Regions from separate parts of the Mus musculus genome. Here region 1 is linked to region 2. Evidence: chromatin contacts called from public ChIA-PET data. All regions are on one chromosome and are shown on one strand. Each heading gives the region's core, a stretch centred on a gene start, on an enhancer-like site or on the middle of the called end of the contact. The rest is flanking DNA. Distances are from core to core; before and after follow the strand shown.

What was found. ChIA-PET counts read pairs in DNA pulled down with a chosen protein or histone mark.
Region 1: an RNA polymerase II ChIA-PET map of effector CD8 T cells shows a contact between it and region 2, with 49 read pairs. The contact joins the promoter of Dhx40 here to the enhancer-like site in region 2. A contact is called at or near these places in 6 of 484 Hi-C or Micro-C datasets (CD4 T cells, CD8 T cells, Th1 cells and 1 more), 8 of 115 datasets of contacts at active chromatin or transcription factors (the 230-238 cell line, T-cell acute lymphoblastic leukemia, acute myeloid leukemia and 5 more) and 2 of 9 other capture datasets (adipose tissue and liver).

Annotation. Positions count from the first base shown.
Region 1 is chr11:86,804,500-86,811,904 of GRCm38.p6, reverse strand. Dhx40 (DEAH (Asp-Glu-Ala-His) box polypeptide 40) reads left to right here and starts at 4,245. Exons shown (of 18, transcript NM_026191.2): 1 at 4,245-4,467; 2 at 5,278-5,445. The coding sequence starts at 4,356.
Region 2 is chr11:86,585,152-86,592,319 of GRCm38.p6, reverse strand. It overlaps Vmp1 (vacuole membrane protein 1), which reads left to right. Exons shown (of 12, transcript NM_029478.6): 11 at 5,722-5,824; 12 at 6,869-7,168. The coding sequence ends at 7,012. Gm46289 (a long non-coding RNA gene) reads right to left here and starts at 1,748. Exons shown (of 2, transcript XR_001780284.2): 1 at 1,565-1,748. RefSeq lists an enhancer at 4,491-6,124. Within about 2 kb of position 5,194, at least 277 of the 459 cell types and tissues checked have an H3K27ac peak or open chromatin away from gene starts, as enhancers often do. A contact at or near this core is called in the 230-238 cell line, CD8 T cells, T-cell acute lymphoblastic leukemia and 7 more, where this site is marked.

The DNA of each region.
Region 1 (7,405 bases), core at 2,996-5,495, 220 kb before region 2:
CTGCTTTATTTCGACCCCAGAGCTCTGGTCTGTGTGCTTTCATGTTGCTGCCTTATTAAATCTTGCCTTCTACATTTTATGTATGGTCTCAGTGTCTTCTTGGGTACGCGGCTGTCCCGGGACTTAAGTGTCTGAGTGAGGGTCTCCCCTCGAGGATCTTTCAGTTTCTCAAATTAACCCAGCTTGCCACCTTCAGGCAACTGCAAGATTTACAGAGACAGAGCTAGAGATGGGATATTAATTTTTCATCTTTCTCAAAAACCTTAATTAGTAGTTTTGTGATCTAGTAGTACCTTTGTATTTTGCTCTGTCTTGAAGCTTTCCCTAGAATTCATTGGAACCTTCTAGACTCTCAAGGCTTAGTTCATTTGTTGCTAGCTACAAAAAGCTTCCCCACCCTGACTCACCCTGTAGCTCTATTGTGTTCCTCAGAGTGTCTTCTAGATACTATGTATTCTCTACACAATCACCACATGCAAGCGAGCCACCTTACTGACCCCTTGATTACTTTTAAATGAGAAGAATACATCTGAGGACACCTTATTTTCTTGAATCCTTTCCACTGGATCTTTTCCAACAACATTGAACATTCCTGTGCTAGCCCACTTTGTCCTTTCTCCCAATCCTTGCTTCATTACATCTCCCTTCTCTCTGCTTTCTCCCAAGACCTGGCTGCTTCTATCAAAGAGAAGTAAGCTAGCACAGGAGGCTCTAGTTTGGCCCTTTGCTCAGGAGTATCTTGGATCTTTGCTTTTGCCTTGGTGAGAGTTGGGAAGGAAGGCTTCACTGTACCAGGCAAATCTAAAAGGAAAAGGAAAACACAGAGGACCAGACTGATATTTAAGGATTGAAATTTGACCCAAATGTAAATGTATAATACTAATCTTAATGAGCCTTGAATTGTGACCACTTCAATGCCTGTATTACACAATGATCCTAAACATGTTCAGTTATGCACCAAATAATTTCATTGACAAGTTTTGCTTTTTGAGTCAGGGTCTCACTATGTAGCCCCATGGGCTTGGAACTTCAAGTGTAGACCAGGCTGGCCCCAAACTCACAGTGATCCTCCTCCCTCTGCATCCAAGAGATGAGATCAAAGGTGTGCACCACTATGGCCTGTCCCAGCCTTTTCCATCACATCCCCTGAGTCAGGGTGTCTTTACCATCTGTTCTCAATCTTCCTTTCACTTGCCTTCATCCATTTGAACCAGTGACTGACAAGCCCATCAAATACATTCTCAGTTTGTGTTGTGATACCTCCCCTTCTCCGTACAGTACGGATTCTGTCTGCTTTTCTTTATGTGACCAAAACAATTCTTATTTAATCAGATTAGTGATAGTACTGTTCAGTCTTTCTATGAGCCATAAGCCATCATGTTCTGTTCTTGGGTCTCTGACATTATTATGTGTCTAGTGTTTGGGACTCTGCTTGTTATTATGTAAACAACATATGATATTTTTGCTTCATGTATTGGTTTTACTTCACAATATTTTATTATTGTGTATGTGAGTGTGTACAGTGTGTATATGGGTGGGGTGGTGGGTAACACATGCTGCACAATGCAATCCAGTGGGTAATAATTGAAGGGCCCTTTAACCATCACTTCAGGGGCCCTATATTTTGCTTTCTTTTTTTTTTTTTTTTTATTAGGTATTTAGCTCATTTACATTTCCAATGCTATACCAAAAGTCCCCCTTACCCACCCACCATATTTTGCTTTCTTTTTCAATGGCGATGTAATCACATTATTTCATCATTTTGAAAGTCTTTACAGTTGAGCCCTTGATGCTCGGAAATAGATTGCATGGAACCAAGAACATTTGGAAGACTGCTCATTGAAGCAACAGCAGCAAGGTGCAATCCACACTTCTTAACCTTTGCTTATCACTTGTACTCTTTCTCCTGACTCAGAGGTAACGAGACATAGATTCAATGTTGGGGATGCTTACCATTCTTCCAAAATTCAGCCCACACATTTTCCACTTTTACTCCGTGTTTGTATTCTATTTGTTATTGTAATTTGTAAGATCATTGGTCTAGAAATACTAGGAATATCCCTATGTCATTAATAGTAAAATAGTCTACATGGCCAAGGTTGGGAAAACCTTGGTTGGATGGTGCTACCATCTAGGCTCCTTGACTTTGTTTTCTTTAATTCGTGGCTTCCAGTTTTATTCTGGATATTTTGCTAGGTGGTTATCAACAAATGGAGTCAACTCTAAGAGTTACAACCACTGAAAGACACTCCTCATTTAAATAATTCCACTTCTCATTCCAGTATTAGGTTAGTATGATTGTGAGGTTTCTTATCTCTCTCTTTTTCATCACCAAGAGGAAGTTTCAGAAATTTCTTTCTCACACGTGAAAACCAGAGAATATTAACCTTTAATCCCATATCCCTGGACAGGCAAACTTCTGGGAGCTCAAAGCTAACCTGATCTACTTAATGAGTTTCAGGCCATCTAGGGCTATATAGTGATATATAGTGAGACTTTGTCCAAAACTGTATATATCAAATACTTAATCATTTAAATACAAATTGCTTAGTAAATGGTCACAATTCCTGATTTGAAATGATTCTGCTTATTTTCTTAGAAAGTGACTTTGTGAAATAGCTGGTCTGTTGCTCAGTTACAGAGGTCACCAATATCTTCATGGTCTGACTACAATTGTATATTTTGATCTCTTCTGACATAATAGTTTGAATTACTAATAGAAATCGAAAGGTTCAGAGATGGTTTTAATGTTTTGGAGAAATCTAAAATGTTCTCCTGTCACTAGGGCTATTGCCTCAGCCGTTAGAAAGTTACACCTGACTTGCTATCATTCAAATTCTGATAAACTTGCATTAAAGGAGTTGTTGATCAGTTACGTTGAAAAGGAGTTGATACATGTACGTTTTAAAGCAAAGTCTTGGATTCTTGTAACATCTTACATCTTTTCTAGTTTGGTCTTGGGTTGATAAGTGAATGGTAGTTTTATGTTGCCTTCCTATAAACCATGATTAATTTTAACAGCAGGAACTACTGAAAAGTGCAAGAAGCAAATGGACAAGGTCACATATATCTGTAATTTAGCACTTGGGTAGCTGAGGCTGGAAGATCATGAGTTCTAGGGTATCCTGGGCTACATAGTGATTTAAGTGTAAGAAGCAGGTTTCTTCACATTTTTTCATAATTAACTCAACTCAGAAAATCAGCTGGCATTATCACTGAAGGACTAGTCCAAGAACCCCCCTCCTTCCCTCCCTCCCTTTTCCCCTCTTCCCCCCCTCCCTCCTTCCTTCTCTTTTCCTCTCCCTTCTTTCTCCCTCTCCCCTTTATTCACCTCCTCTTCTGAGACAGAGTCTCATTCTCAGAATTATCCTGGTGGTAACCCGGAACTCACAGCAACTCTTTTGCCTCTGCCTCGCAAGTGTTAGGACCACACTCAGCTTTGATAAAGTACTGGGTATTGAATCCCAGGGTCTCTCATATCGTAGATAAGTATTCTACCACTGAACTGTACACCAAGTCCCCAACATACCTTTAAAAATAAGTAAACCACACCACCTCAGATAATGTGTATCTGTAGAATTTTCAGCAGTTGTGTTTTCTAAGGAACGTACTTCCACTAAAAGTCAACTTATTTTAAAACAGATGTTAACCCTGTCTCGAAAAAAACAAAAAAAATCAACCAACAACCCAGATGTTATTCATTCATCTATCCTCAACAAACCCTATTGTCCACCTCAAATCACTGCTCCCTGCTGGGTGTACAATATATAGTGTTCCGGAAGTCTGGATCATGTGTGTCTTCCCAGCTTCTTGGAGGGTATGGAAAATATGCAAATAAATGTAAATGAAGGGTTCCATGAAGGAAGTGAAACAGCATGGGAATCTAAGTTTTGAAAACTACAGAACTACAAGTTGGACCGCACTATGTGTCTTGATAGGACGATAGGGAAGTGAGTTGCCCAAGGTCACACTGTAGGATGGCTTCGGCTCCTGGGAAAGGGTCATTCAACTGGTATCTGGAGATAGGCAAGACTTGTGGGGATGCTGTGGTGACTAAGGGCCACACTGGACAAACTGTGACCTGGCCCTCAGGTGTTCAGGTGTGACTTCGCGGGTGGCGGAGGCACGTGGCGATGGGCGGGACTCCTTGGGGGTGGTGCCTCGGGGCCCCCAGGAGCGCGGGCCCGTGCGCGTCCAAGCAGAGGCCGCCACGTCATCGAGCCGCTCCCCCACCCCTCTCAGCCAGTCGCACGCGCGGAAGTAAACACCCCTACGTCATCAGGGCGCGTCCTCGCCTTTCCCCTCCCATCTCCTCGGCTCCGTGGACGTGTTCGCTTCTTCTCCGGACCGGGTCTATGTCCCGGTTTCCCGCCGTCGCGGGCAGGGCGCCAAGGCGGCAGGAGGAAGGCGAGCGGCCAATAGAGCTCCAGGAAGAGCGGCCGTCAGCTGTTCGCATCGCTGACAGAGGTACGGTCCGCGGGACGCTGTGGCACCCGGAGGGAGTTATTTGCGGGGCGAAAAGTACATCTGTGGGCGGCAGAGGAGGTGGGAAGGGAGCTTAGACGTTCTTTTGGTCTTTTAAGCCAGACGACGAACTTTGCGTCCAGTGAGCACTTTGGCTTAGAAGGGGGCGGTCCCAAACCCAAGTTGGGTGAGAACCTCTCTGGGGGGCAAGAAAGTGGACCCGAACGCCCAAATGCCTTCTGCTGTTCTACAGCCTCATAAAGCCTTTGTTCTCTACCCGTTCATCCCCCTCCCCTTCGTCGGGCCGCCAGCCTGCCTTTGGGTACGGTATGAAGGGAGCCCGTTTCCAGGAGCCAGTTTCCATGGTTACCCACCACTTGGCCTTCTGGGATATCAGTCACTCTGAACAGGGACCTAACTTGAACTGTGAATCAGAAGCAAATACAGGTGGCTTCTTCTTCTTCTCAGAGTTGTTCTGCTGTGCTCAGGTTGTTGATCTATTGTTTAATAAAATTGAGTTTAGTTTTTCCAGGTAGGTATGCATACATACACGTTGTCTTGTGCTTGACTGACTTTGTCAAGTACGGCGAGTTACACATCAACAATGTTGAAGTTGTTTGATTTTACCAAAAAAAGTTATTCTGAGTTTATAAACTTTCACGTGTGATTTGTACATGGTTGACGTAACTGAAAAGTCATAGATTGATCTTTCCCGTTGTGCGATTCCTGTGCATTCTTCTTTCAGGTCTGAGCCATTGTCAGAGAGCTCTTCTCAGGTGTTTTCATTGCACAATTGTTTTTGTGTTGTTACAGAAGAGAAAGGATGCACATCACAGGAGGGAGGAACAACTCCAACGTTTCCTATTCAGAAACAAAGAAAAAAGCTCATTCAAGCTGTGAGGGACAACTCGTTCCTCATCGTTACTGGAAATACAGGAAGTGGTAAAACAACTCAACTCCCTAAATACCTTTATGAAGCAGGTAATTTTATTCTTGGATAAAGCTGGAAGCACTAAAGAGAGAAATTCTTTAAATTTTAATGAAAGTACTGTAGTGTGCAAATGCCCATTGCTGCGTTGCTTTGTCAGATCCTTAGCCTCCCTATGTCTCCTTGGCTTTCTGGATTTATTTCAGGCTCCGGAATTGTTGGGGTGACATATTAAACTACAATGATAATAATAATAATAATAGAAGAAGAAGAAGAAGGCTGATTGTGGTGGTGCACACTTTTAATCCCAGCACTTGGTAGGCAGAGTCAGGAGCATCTCTGAGTTGTAAGGCTAGCATGGTTTACATATTAAGTTCCAGGCCAGCTATGGTTATATGATAAGAAGGAAAAATAAAAGGATGTTAATTTTCTCTTTTAGGATAAGGTTATCTCATTAGCCAGTGAGAACTGAAACAATTGTGAATTGGAAAGGATAGTTGACCTCTGTTGGGGACATATTTTTGTTGGGGGGGTGTTGGTTTTTTTTTTTTTTTTTTTTTTGAGACAGGGTTTCTCAGTGTAGCCCTAGAACTCACTCTGTAGACCAGGCTGGCCTGGAACTCAGAGATGCACCTGCCTCTGCCTCTTGAGTGCTGGGATTAAAGGTGTGTGCCACCACTACTTTGCTGTTGCTGACAATTTATTCTTCCTCTAGACCGTTATCAGACAAATATTCTCAGATTCTACCAGAATTGAGCAAACAAATTACCAATAAAGTGTCTCATCAGTGTGGCAACATTCTCTTTCATAATTTTGGAAAAGAGAAAATTATATATTACTCATATTAAAATAAAAGTTAATTTGGGGGGTACTAGAGAGATGGCTCAGCAGATGTAAACTCTTGCTGCTGCTTCAGAAGACCAGATTTTTGTTCCCAGCACCTATATTGGCGGTTCACAACCACCTATAACTCTAGTTTGGGGGATTCCGATACCCTCCTCTGGACTCCTAGGGACCTGAATGTGCACATTCAAAGACAGAGATATATATACACTATACATAAATAAAAACATATCCTTTGAATTTTTAAGTCTTTTTCTTTTTTTCCAAGACAAGGTTTCTCTGTGTAGCCCTGGCTGTCTTGGAACTAAGAGAGCCACTTGCCCGTGACTCCTGAGTTCTGTGATTAAAGGTGTATGTTACCATTGCTGGGAATTTTTTTTTTTTTTTTTTTTTTTGAGAATGGCCTACGTATGCTGTTTGAGCTAGCCTCCATCACGCCTGCCCTCACAGTAACCTAATCGGATGCATCTGTCCTAATTCAACATCGCCTGCTAAGGCGTGCTGTCATTTTACATGCCAGTAAGAAAGCAAGTGCTACCAACGGTACAATACATCTCCATTTTCGGGGATGTTAAAATGGTTACAATGTTTACAAAAATTTATGCAAAAGTGGTATTTTTAAATCCAGTTTTATTCTGTGGCAAAGAAAAGTTTAGGAAGTGTGTGGAGTTTTTTTGTATTTTGGTTTTACCGTACTTATGCCATAGTACTAGCTACTTGTGAGGCAGAAGATATGTAGGGTCCAGGAGTCTGAAGCCAGTATGGTAGACTAATGAGATCTTGTAAAACAGACCAACCAAACTTATAGAATCCTTGACTTATTGTTTAAATGCTTTAAAAAAATAAAAACCTCAAACCTAATTAACATGTATATTTAAATTGGCTCTGGTTTATGTTTTAAAACTTCCTTTCATATGCTATCTCTATATGTGTTTAGGCACATGTGGGACACAGTGTGCATGTAGAGGTCAGAGGATAACTTTAGGGAGTCAGTTCTCTCCTGCCAGTGTAGGGTCTGGAGTGGAACTCAGGTATCAGGGAAGCATCTTTACCTCTGAGCTGTTTCGTCTGTGAATGTGCATTCCTGTTTTAAATTAATAGTAAGAATGTTTATGCAAATGTACTGCAGTATGTTGCTGATCTTGTAGGGTTTTCTTTTGAAAACATACC
Region 2 (7,168 bases), core at 3,945-6,444:
ATCTGAGTTCCAACAGGACAGCCTGGCTGTGTAGAAAGGAGAGAGGGGGAGGGGAGGAGATTATTTTTTTAGATATAGTTTGCCTTCCTCCTTGACTTTTAATTAGACTGCTAACCAAGCCTTAAGATGGGTTTAGAAGGCAGATGTGGCACATTCTTCAAATTCTAGCACTAGATGTAAGGGCAGGAGGATCAGGAGTTCAAGGTAATCCTTAGTTATGTAAAAAGTTCCAGGCCAACCTGGGCTACATGAAAACATACCTCAAACTGACAAACAAAATAGTGCCAATAAGATGGCTCAGTGTGTACGGGCACTTACTGCCAGTGTGCTGGCCTGAAACTCAGTTCCTAAGGCCCACATGGTGAGATGAAAGAACCATCCTTCATGTTTTCCTCTGACCTCTACTACAAGCTGTAGTGCTTTGTGTGTGTGTACACACAAGTAAAGTGGGGCTTTTGTGTGTATATAACCAAAGCAATAAGTTATTATTATTAATAATAATATTGTGGTGATGACCTGACTCTTCTCAGAGCATTCTTCCCTTAGAGTTTTCAGTGATCCCTGTGTTAGCACCCGAGGCTAGTACTGTGATAATCACCAGGAGGTGCCAAAAAACTTAGCCTTGAAGTGCTGCACAATGAGGTAAAGGGGAAAACTACCTCTGTACCATAGCTTCCTTGTTTAGGACTCACACCAGTATGTCTTACGAGCTCTCATTCGTACTCAGATCCTAGGGAAGTAGTCAAGAAAGAAGCAGAGTTCGGGTTAAGTTTGAAATGCACTTCAGTCTGCCCCTGCACTAGTCAGATGAATTTCCATCACCTAACAAAACAGTACATTTTTGTTGGTTTGGTTTGAGGTTATTTTTTAAAGGGCAGGAAGATGACACACACAAGGTCCCTGTAGCTCTGGCTCTCCTGGAGCACACTATATAGACTAGGCTGGCCTCTGGCTCCCAGGTGCTGAGATTAAAGGCATATGCTACTATGCCTGGCATTGTTGTTTTTATGGTGTGTGTGTCTGTCTGTCTGTCTGTCTCTGTCCGCCTCTGTCCGTCCATTCGTCTGTCCTTAGTGCTCATCAGCCCTCACCCACTGAGTTGCCTGAATGATCTTGTTTTGATTTTAAGACAGTGTTTCACCACAGACTTGCTATCCTTCTGCCTCAGTTTACCCACTGCAGTGATTATAGACATGATCTCCCATTTTCAGCAAAACAGTATACTTTTTCAGCTCACATTCCTGGTAAGTATAGTGCTATGACAATACATTAACCAAAAACACATCTGACTAGAACAATCCAAACAGAATCATGACAACCACAAGGAAAAGTTCAGGTATTTCATAGTAAGATCTAGTTAGGTTACTATCTCCATGACGGAGAAGGGACTCAAAGTTAATTAGATGTGTTCTTATATGTGACGAACCAACTTGCTAGAGCCACGGTTTGAAAGAATTCCATGAAAGGAGGGAGGCGTGGTGCCGGGTGGTTCTAGTGCACTTGGATTGAGTGCGACTTCTGCATGAAGCGACAAATAGAGCTGTGTGCATTGTGGAATACTTACCCCACCCACTCTTCAACAGACTCCCCCAGCTCTGCAGCTTCCTCGGGAGATCTGAGAACAAAATGACGCAAGCCTTTATGAGTAAAGATGAGGAGAGTTCAGAATGCATATTCTTGCTAGATATATGATTTAGACAAATAGAGTTAAACGTTTCTAAAACTATTTTAAAAATAAAGATTTGGCCGGGCGGTGGTGGCGCACGCCTTTAATCCCAGCACTCGGGAGGCAGAGGCAGGCAGGTGGATTTCTGAGTGCAAGGCCAGCCTGGTCCATAGAGTGAGTTCCAGGACAGCCAGGGCTATACAGGGAAACCCTGTCTCAAAAAACCAAAAAAAATAAATAAATAAAGATTTTACTTACAAAGTGGTCAGGACTCTTATTTCTCTCAAGTGTTATTTTGAGTGTATTTATCTGTTTGTTGGTTTGGTTGGTTGCTTAGTGTTGTCTGTGTGCTCTGTTTGAGCTCGGCCCCTTCTCACACTGCGCACGTTGGCTTGACCTGGCTTACACACTCTCCTGCCTCACTCATCTCAGGTGTGAGTCACTATGTGCTGCTGCAGTTCTCGTTCTCTTTTTGTCTTTTTTTTCTTTTCTTTTTTTTTAAAAGTAATTACTGTTTGTCAGGAAGTCTGTCTTCTGTTTGTGCTAACATATACTTAGGTACAAAACCATGGGAAACACATGAAATCAGTTTTGAGTTCTGAACTTTTGAGGTTTTTCTTTTAAGAGTTTAGGATTGATTTTTGTTGTTTTGTGACCCTCCCTCCTACCCCCCCCCCCCCAAAAATGTCAGTAACAGAAAGCAAACCTACCACCTACAAAATTTTTTTGTTTGCTTTGGGCTTAATTTTTTATTGTTTTTTTTGGGGGGGGGTGTTTTTTTTGTTTGTTTTGGTTTTGGTTTTTTGAAACAAGGTTTCTCTGCATAGCCCTGGTTGTCCTGGAACTCACTCTGGAGACCAGGCTGGCCTCGGACTCAGAAATCCGCCTGCCTCTGTCTCCCAAGTGCTGGAATTAAAGGCATGTGCCACCACTCACTGCCCAGCTTGATTGTTTTTCAAAACGCGGTTTCTCTGTGTAGCCCTGGTTGTACTGGAACTCTGTAGTCCAGGCTGGCCTCAAACTCAGCCAGATCCCCCTGCCTCTGCCTACTAATTTGTCCATAGAATATTTTTCTCCCTATTGTTTTAAAGGACAACAAGAAGAAGGTAAATCAGAAACCTTCCCTCTTTTAATGCTTTCTTATTGAAACCAAGTAGCTATTTATAAAGCTGGCTTAAGTACATTTTAGTCTAATAAGGGTGCTACAAAAGAGTTCAATACTAAAAATAATAATAATAATAATAAAACGAAAAAAGAGTTTAATACTAAATCATAGCTCTATCTATATTTGTTCTTCCACAGCATTGTGTTCTTCTATATCACAAAGCTAGTTCTCTGAGCTTCTCCCACCATTGAGGGTTAGATAAGAGAGTTCTTGCTGGGCAGTGGTGGCACACACCTTTAATCCCAGCACTCGGGAGGCAGAGGCAGGCAGATTTCTGAGTGCAAGGCCAGCCTGGTCTACAAGACAGCCAGGACTACACAGAGAAACCCTGTCTCAAAAAAAAAAAAAAAAAGAAGGGGCGAGTTCTTAGCTGTGGACACACAGTGGCTCTGAATTTATTGCTTTCAGAATAACACCTGCAACCAACACTGAACTGTAATAATGTATGTATACATGCACACATGCACCCACACAGCAGCAAATATACTGTTCTTGGTGTGCCAGAAGAGATTTGTATTTCTGGTCTACTTCTCAAACATAACTTAAGGGATGAGTTTTTGAGCTATTCGAGTGTGTGTTGAGGATGGCAGGGTGCTTTCTAGCAGTGTGAGGCTATGGACAAACTGGATATGGTGGTATAGACCTGCAGTCCCAGCACTGTGACGGTAGAGGCAGGAGATCAGGAGTCTTGGCAAGTGTGGATTGTACAACAAGTTCTAGCCCAGCTGAGCTATTTGAGCCCCTGTCAGGGGCTGGAGAGATGGCTCAGTGGTTAAGAGCACTGACTGCTCTTCTGAAGGTCCTGAGTTCAAATCCCAGCAACCACATGGTGGTTCACAACCATCCATAATGAGATCTGACACCTCCTCTGGTATGTGTGAAGACAGCTACAGTGTACTTATGTGTAATAATAAATAAATCTTTAAAAAAAAAAAAGAAAGCTGACACAGTGGTTAAAAGCACTTGTTGTAGTAGCTTTAATTTTTTTTTTTTCATTCAAAATCTCTGGTGTAAGAATACTTTGTGGGGACCTGTGAGGTGGCTCTGCAGGTAAGGATGCTTAACAAGCTGAGTTAGGTTCCCAGGACCCACATGTAGGAGGGAAGAACCAGACGTTGTCCTCTGGGTACAGTGGTGCAGTCAAAGGCAGTGTATCTGTCCACACACTTTGCTGGAATTGTTTTGTTATCTAGAGAATATATTCCTAGTGTAAATGGAGAGACTAATTGCCTTCCTGCCTGTACTATAAGGAAGAGTTGCTTAAGCTCCTAAGGAGATGTCCACCTACTGAGAGCGAGTCCCACCTGGGACTGCACTGCCTCACTGTTTGCCATTGTAGGTCTGCGGTTGGCAGTCGGCAGTCGGACTGCATTGCCTCGCCCTCAAAGCTTGTCTGTTTAGGCTATAATCACCATCCCTCAGTCATCTCTCCTTCCCCTCCCAGTTCTCTTAGCGTTTATTTTCTACATTGAGTCTCTAGGATTGTACTTTCTCCTGTTTGGTTTTGTGGCAAGGTCTCCGTGTAGCTCTGGCTGTCCTAACTGTCCCTACAAAAGACCTCTTAACTCACAGAGACTCACCTGCCTGTCTCATGAGAGCTGGGACTACTTGAGTGTGCTAATATGCCCAGCTGCATTTTGCTTTTCTATTTTATAGTGTGGACACAAAGTAGGGACTCCATTAAACGTTAAAGATATTACTAGGTAAAAGACTGATAGGTAATAATAGTACAAAAGAAAAAGAATGGCTAGCAGTTGGGAAGTTGTTGCTGGCTGGCAAATATAGTAGCAAAAAAGAGTCTTCTCTTATTATTCTGCTTGGGGGGGGGTGAGGAAATCGTTCACTGGTGTCAGTACGCTTTCGGGGTAGCACTGGGCACTGCGCACATGTGCCTGCTATACTTTTTCTGGCCCTAGGAAAAGTACGGGCTTATTTGCCTTGTAGCAAATAAGACAGATGAGAAAATAAAGGGTACAGGAAGTAAGGGTGTTTACTTTTCAAAGTTGCCCCACAGTACCGTTTAACACAACCTGTTAGCTATCAAAAGAAAAGGAGGGGTGGCGGGGGACCGGAGCCTGGTAGCTTCAGTTGCCAGACCGGTTTTACAGCCCTAGCTCTACGAACTCTGGGGACCTTGGTTGGTCCAGAGCCTTATCAGAGATAGCTATCCAGACATCTTGGAACAAGCTGTTTAGTAATGTACAGGAGTTTCTGGGCAAACATCCATCATAAGCCATGAAATGATTCAGGGTCCGCAGTTCCTCTCTGTTCCTTTGTTAATCACTGACTTCTGGCTGGGGGGAGGTGCCTCCCCAATGTGCTAATGCATTCTTTTTGGATAAGGATGACGCAGGGGTTGTCCTAATAAGGACTTAGATTGAGAAAGCACCTCCCACCCACCCCATCCCCCTGAGAAGACGGGACAGTCAGAGAGAGGGAGGGCAGTTTCTTTTTTAACTAGAGATGACACAAGCATAAGTCATTTCCTTATTAATCGGTTTAAACCAGTTCTTACAGGAACTAGTGGTGATAAATGTGGGACTTCTCAGAAGTCATTCATTTTATTCTTTGTGCCACAGCAGTGTGCAGTCTCAGCTGCACTAGCCTCGCCCTCCTGACATAGCAGTGGCTCTGAGCTCTCTCCTACTTTCTCCCAAATGCATTACTGCTGGCGAGACCTCTAAGGAGTTCAGGAGGAATTTTATCACTATCCAAGCTTCACAGGATTGCTGTGACCCTGATTGTTGAATTTTGTCCTTTTTATGAAGTCCTTGCCGCCCTTCTTTTCTTTTTTTTTTTTTTTTTTTAATCTGAAGGGTAAGTAGATTTCCTTTAACATTTCTCTTGCTTTTCTTCCCAAATGTGTCTTTCCTTTGGTACCTGCCTCCAGTGCTGTCCCCGGCATAGGTCCGTCTCTGCAGAAGCCTTTTCAAGAGTACCTGGAGGCGCAGCGGCAGAAGCTTCATCACAGAAGTGAAGCGGGCACACCGCAGGTGAGGATCCCTCCTGCTTCTCCCCCCTCGGCAGGCATCAGCAGGCTCAAACTAGATCCGGAGCTCTCCGGGTTTTAGATGGGGTGGCTGAGGGAGTTTATTGGTCTATGTCTAGTGGCTTTTCAGAAACAAGGATGGGGTAATGGAAGACAGGATTCTGTTGTGTGTGATGCTGTCTTGATCTTACATGAGTTATTACATACATTTCCAGGCTAGGTTAAAAAGTTAACACGTGCACCATCACCAAGCAGTAGGTAAAATGGTTATCCCCTTTCATTTCTGCTGTAGGAAAGCAACTGCTTGCTTGCTTTTCTTTTCTTTCTTTCTTTCTTTTTTCTTTTCTTTTCTTTTCTTTTCTTTTCTTTTCTTCTTTTCCTTTCTTCCTTCCTTCCTCTCTTTCTTTCTTTCTTTCTTTCTTTCTTTCTTTCTTTCTTTCTTTCTTTCTTTCTTTCTTTTTTCTTTTAAATAAAGCAAGGCTTTTACCACAGCTGAACTTTTAACTTGAATAAACTGCCTGGCCGTTTTGCCTTCAGTTCCTGAGGCAGAGGAAAGAACCAGCAGATGTGTAGGCAGCACCCTGAACAGGGAGCCTGGGGGAGAGCAGCCGCTTTCCCTTGGCTTTAGACTTCAAATAGCTCTTTGCCGCTGTGGCCAAAGAGGGCTCACATTTATGTTCTAAAAGCAGCTCTCAGAGTTTAGGTCCTCTTCCCCTTCCAAGCAAGGTCTGCAAGGCTGTAGAGAAAGTATAGACTCTAACCAGACCACTCTGTCACAGTGTAAAAGGACAGCCCACCCTCCCATCCCTCCCTAAGCCATACAGGTTAGCATCAGCTATCCATCCCACAGCTTGAACTGACAACCTAGTGTGGAAAAGCTTGGCCTGAATGTGGATTTCAGCCTACCTAGAGACCGGTTTTTAGTTGTTTGGGTATAATAGGCAAGCCTCAAGTTCTCATTGTTTCCCTTGAAGTGTTGCAAATAATCTCCTTAGTGTTGAACCGAGGAAACCCTTTTTCTTGAATTGTTCTGCTTTCTTTCCTACAGGGAGAAAACTGGTTATCCTGGATGTTTGAGAAGCTGGTGGTTGCAATGGTGTGTTACTTTGTCCTGTCTATTATTAACTCCATGGCACAAAACTATGCCAAACGAATCCAGCAGCGCTTGAACTCAGAGGAGAAAACTAAATAAGCAGAGAGTTTTTATCTGCAGAAGTTAACATGGTGGAGTCCTGCCTTACACTGGGAGGGCTCTAACCAGGAAGGAAGGTCCCCGTTTCCAACCTGTGTTGATTTTTAAAACATTCTTCCTGAAAGCAGTTTAGTCCATATGTTACACTGACATACT